2 separate regions of the Mus musculus genome follow, and region 1 is linked to region 2. Evidence: chromatin contacts called from public HiChIP or PLAC-seq data. All regions are on one chromosome and are shown on one strand. The core of a region is the stretch at or near the end of the contact, and the rest is flanking DNA. Distances in the headings are between cores, read along the strand shown. Region 1 has its middle 19 kb from the start of Gm41046. Region 2 has its middle 57 kb from the start of Gm41044.

Region 1 (2,700 bases), core at 161-2,660, 580 kb before region 2:
CATGGATGCTCATTTCCCCACACATATTTATTTAAGCCTCTCTAAATTTATTTTATTTTATTTTTTACATGCGCTTTGATCATTGCTCAAGGGTGACTTTTCCTTCTTGGTACTTCCTTGAATTAGGAGCACATTGGTCTATTGAAACAATTCTATGATACTGCTCAATTTTTGAAGATCTCTCTCTCTCTTAAAGATTTTGTGTATGTGAGTACAGTGTTGTTCTCTTGAAACACACCAGAGGAGGGCATCGGATCCCATTACAGACCCCATTACAGATGGTTGTGAACCACCATGGTTGCTGGGATTTGAACTCAGGGCCTTTGGAAGAACAGTCAGTGCTCTTAACCACTGAGTCATCTCTCCAAGCCCCTGGAGACATCTCTTACACTCTCCTCCATTCATTGCTCTCTATTCAATGGGAGAGAATTCGAGTTCTCCTTTTCATCAAAAGTGTTAATCTGATGTCTTCTGCATAAGCCAGCAAACAAAGGGAATTTATTATAATGTCAGAGGCATCCCTGATAGTAAAGGACTACTGCAGCCATACTACCCTAAGTGCTGGTGATTGGGGAATATGACATAGTAGGGTTTAGACTTCACATGCTGGGTGGGGTGTTTTTGTGTCCTTCTTTATGTTCTCCCAGCCTGCTGTTTGACTGTGGTCTTGGCTATGAATGCTCTATGCAGTTGTGATGCATGGGCTCCCTCCGGCCGGTGTATCATACAATCTTTGGTTGCTGATATGGAGTTTCAGGCTGTGGCAGATCTGACTTCTGCCTCGTGTTCACACTGGAAATGTGAGCAGATTAGAGCCACATAGGGCAATAATGGGAGTAAGTGTATCATTATGTCTGACCTACATCCTTCAGGAAGGTATACCAGAAGCCATTCCACAAAGAAGCTCACAGTAGCCCAGGAGGAAGGATCCTTGGTTGTCCATATCCAGTAACCAACCTAGTTGAAGACCCTATGATTGGCCCTATTTTAATTTGTCTGTTTCTCTACTTGTTTCCTCAAATCAATTCCAAAAATAAGGCATCTTCTCTCATCTGGGCTCTGCTTCTGGGAAGAACCCAGACTAAGCTAATTTAAATCAGCTTCACTCAGTTGCATTTTTCCTCTTAAATTCGGAGATGTTTGGAAACTATTTGCAAGTCTTATAAAGTACACACTAAATAAAGATGGCATGAAAAACAAGTAAACAGGAGTGTACCCCGCATGTTGTATATAAAGGCTCTATAAAGTAGGAATTGTTCTGTGAATTAGACTTTCCCCGTTCTTCGGTTGGGAGACAGACTCAGACAATTGCTTGGTTTTGTAAAAACACGTCTCCGTGATTCTACAGCTGTGCTTAGAGAGTAACTGAATAGTAATGTTTTGATCATTGCTCCACAGATGGTGAGGCCCCAGAAGACACATGTCTCTTCTGTAGAGGGGCAATGCAGGAAGTGTGGGTGTATCAGTGGGCTCTGAGTACTTTGGGATGCATCTGTGTGGGGACCTAAATGAGTGTTTCTAGTCTTTCTTTAAAATGTTTTTTTTTTTTTAAATTTATGTGTCTATGTGTGTGTGTCTGCACACACATGTACATGTGGAGGCCAGCAAGGGTGTCAGACCCCCCTGAGGCTGGAGTTATAGATGGTTGTAGGGTACTCTACTTCGATGGATGCTAGAAACCAAACTTGGGTTTTCTCAAAGAGCAGATAGTGCTTTAAACCAAGGAACTCTCTATCTCTGTATTCCCATATTTATTTATTTTTTACAAGGTGTCAATACCAATGTAATAACCTCAAATATCATAGTCCTTGGGTCACAAATAGGAAAAAAAGCTTTTGGAAACAAAAAGTATTGGGTAACCAGTTTGGCACTGGAGATGGAGATCACATTTTTTTTTTTTTTTTTTTTTTTTTTTTACATCCCGTGCCCCTGGAAAGGTATTCAGTCATTCACCTGCTGGTTTCTGATAGAGGCAGAGCCTGAGTTCAGGCCTTTGAGTCCCTTCTCAGGGTCTTTCCAGATACTACACTGCCTTACCAGAACGGCCTTTCTGCTGAACTGGAGTCAGTGAGCTTTTCTCATGTGAAGGCCCAGGCAGTGAGCAATCCGGGCTGGGCAGACATGGGAGCTCTGGTGCAGCTCCTCACCTCTGCCATGGAGGGGAGTTGGTGTACAGGGGACTAATGTGAACGAGCGGGGATATGCTTCTGAAAAGACGCGGTCATAAACACAGGAGAGGGCCTGGCTTTGGCCAGTGGGTCACCCTTTGTTGGTCCAAGTTTCATAGTAACATACAGCAAGTTCTGCTTGGTGATCATCAACGAGGCCTTTGAATCTTAGAGAATTAAAGTCCCCATCCAGCCTGATGCTGAGAGCTACTATGACATGGTGGTCCCCGCAGGACCGGGCTTCCTTCCAGGTCTGCCTATGCACAGACTCTGAGCCAGCATCCAGGAGAGTGGGCAGGCCCTCTCTAGTTTCCAGAAGGAATCGACAATTCTCTTCCTGTGCAGATAAAGGAACAATTATACCACTGGGGACTTACTGGAAAGTGAAGCGGGCTCACCAGGAAGCAGCAGGAATTTGCTTCTCAGTCATTTTCTCCACAGTCTGGCCCCGAGTCTGCCAGACTGAGAAAGGTCAGCTGGGATCACTGGCAGACTTGGAAAACTTCCAGAACCTTCACTTGTGGGATGACAC
Region 2 (2,700 bases), core at 27-2,526:
CCTACATCTGGAATGAGTGTGAAAGAAAACATATAAACATCTGGAAAAGCAAGAATGTAGAACATCAAAATAAAATGTGTGTTCTGGGGAAACTGAGTCAGCCACAGCTTTAACAGGATGACAAGGTCATACCCTTTCCTCAAGATCTAGCTCCTTTCTTTAACCAACTTCCAGTTCTAAGCCACTGTGCTCTAAGCTCTTTTTTTCGTTTGTGAGTGTACTCTAACTATGCCTTATGCAATTGTCTGACTCCCCTGGAGAGACCATGTCTTCCCCATGGAAGCAGAGACCATGTCCATCCTCCAGAACACTGTCCCTTTTGCCCTTAGGACAGTACTTGGAGGGAAGATACCACTCTTCAGCATGTGCTGAGTCTTAAACAGGATCCTGCTCCCCTCTTATTCAGCTCAATGCACAGCATACATCTTTTTAAAATGGTGTAATTGTTTCAGCTTGACAATAATAATGATGATAATACCCATAGTTTTTACTGCTTATATAGATTCCAAAAAGCACTTTTTTATCTATTATTTTAAGGAAAACTAATGTGTCAGCCTAGATATATAATGAAAAGGGTTTCTCATCATAATCAATCACAATTTGTTTCCAAGCCCCACCCCCTGACACACACTTTAATTCAAGTCAATCTTTAGTTGCTATTTCATGCCACCATTGAAAAGTTAGGAGAAACTCACTTGGTAATGATTTTTCCTCTCATTGGGCACTTCATGTGTTTGAAACATACTTAAAAAAATGTTGTTTCAATTAAGTGTTCTGACAATTCCCTTTATCCTTCTTCTGGGGCAGGCCTTGGTACAGCAGCCTTGTTGGCTGTGGATCTGGGATGTGAGAGAAGATATTTAGCCACAAATGATATCCAGCAGAGCTTTCTGAGTTTTAAATTTCAAGCCAAGCTGAGTCCTGCTCAGTCTGGTTTAGCTGGCTCCCTGATTCTGGATGCAAATGCTCCCAAATTTTCATAAAACAGGAACAGAAGATTCTGTGAGCATGCAATGACTCGCACTAAACATCACTTTAATGAATTACGCATAAATGAAGCAGGCACATATGGATTCCATTGTCTTAAATATACTCAGGGGGTTAAAATAAAGGTGAAAACAATGTTCCTTGGTGACATGTGTTTTGGAGTTTGTTGAGCCTAAGATATTACAAAGTTCCTCAGGACATTTATGAAGACTGAAGTAGTGTTGGCTCCAGCTGCTCTCTCCTGTGTGGTCGGTGACTGTGGTAAGCCTAGTCCTCCTTGCTGCCTCCCTGACATGGGGATTCACCCACTGTCAATAGTGCCTGCAGATGTGAACAGGCCCACCCTTTATTGGGCCTCTGGAAGCCCTGGGTTCCCTAAACCACACAGGAAGAGGCACATCAGCTTCTAACCTCTGTTTTCACGTTCCCTCCTACAGTTTGTCAGTTGCCTGGAGTCCCTGAGATTGTCAGCTGGCACATGAGGTAAAGCTGGGCTTTGTCACAAGCCTGCCAGTCTCAAAACCCTGCAGTGGGTTTTCTTGCCTGCTGGTTCTTGGAAGAAATGTCAGACACGGTGTTTTTTAGCTTTGGAGCTTCACAGCACCATATGTAATCCATTTCCAAGGGTTCCTCTGTCGTCTGGCTGGCTCCCTAGTGCCCATACTTATAAATGGAAAAGGCTTTCTTACAAAATTGCCCACTGGTTTTAAGGCTGTTTGGTGGGAGAAGTAAGTAAACTATTATTTTGTGTCCTAGAATAATTAATTCTGCTCTTATTTTAGACTTTTTGTTTGTCAGATCTTCTATGCAGTAGATACATGATATATATTATCTCAAAATAAAAGAAAAATACGCCAAACATGGTGGCACACGCCTTTAATCCCAGCACTCGGGAGGCAGGGGCAGGGGGATTTCTGAGTTTGAGGCCAGCCTGGTCTACAGAGTGAGTTCTAGGAAAGTCAGGGCTACACAGAGAAACCCTGTCTCAAAAAAACTAACTAACTAAATAAATAAATATAAAAGAAAAATACAATTCTGTTGCTGTTGCCTCGGATATTTGTGAGCAGTAGATTGTGACCATTTTCTGTAAGCTGTAGAGAGCACAGGGCCTCCCTGGGCTGTAGATGTAGCTCAGTTGGCACAGCATTGCATGCAGGAAATCTTGGGGTTTGATTCCCAGCACCAAATAAACCAGATGGGGTGTGGTTCATCCTGGTGCTGTGAGTACTTAGGAGACAGAGGCAAAAGCATCAGGAGTCCAACATTATCCTTGGCATTCATTCATTTCAGCCCAGCCAGAGATCAGCATAAAATGTCCATTCCAAATGCACAAGATGGTGGTGGCAACAATCACCAGACAGTTGCCTGTCTGGTACAATGTGATGCATTTTCCACTCTTGTCAGAAATAAAAGCCATAAGGGAATCAAGAGAGTATTAAAACACAGATTATTTTCCCTTCATTGTATCCCTTACAACATCTTGATACAGTTTCAGGCCCTTGTTGAACTAATAAAATAGAGTTATGTACATTGAAAACAAAGGGAAGCTTGCTCCCGTCTGTAATGGTTAATTTGCCATAGCAACCTGACTGTGTCATGAGATGCCTGGAGATTTGGTTAAACATTATTTCTGAGTGTATCTGTAAGGTCTTTTGCATGTTTAAGTTGCTAGGCTGTATAAAGCAAGTGCCTCTTCTATCCCCAGTGTTACCA

The links. HiChIP or PLAC-seq counts read pairs in DNA pulled down with a chosen protein or histone mark.
Region 1: a contact with region 2 is called in an H3K27ac HiChIP or PLAC-seq map of DN3 thymocytes, with 8 times the contacts expected there. The contact joins two enhancer-like sites. A contact is called at or near these places in 1 of 484 Hi-C or Micro-C datasets (cardiomyocytes) and 4 of 115 datasets of contacts at active chromatin or transcription factors (DN3 thymocytes, fibro-adipogenic progenitors, heart atrium and 1 more).

The regions. Positions count from the first base shown.
Region 1 is chr13:102,646,436-102,649,135 of GRCm38.p6, reverse strand. No RefSeq gene overlaps it. Among named protein-coding and RNA genes, the nearest start is that of Gm41046, 19 kb to the left of the region's middle. Within about 2 kb of position 1,410, at least 54 of the 459 cell types and tissues checked have an H3K27ac peak or open chromatin away from gene starts, as enhancers often do. A contact at or near this core is called in DN3 thymocytes, where this site is marked.
Region 2 is chr13:102,069,622-102,072,321 of GRCm38.p6, reverse strand. No RefSeq gene overlaps it. Among named protein-coding and RNA genes, the nearest start is that of Gm41044, 57 kb to the right of the region's middle. Within about 2 kb of position 1,276, at least 43 of the 459 cell types and tissues checked have an H3K27ac peak or open chromatin away from gene starts, as enhancers often do. A contact at or near this core is called in DN3 thymocytes, where this site is marked.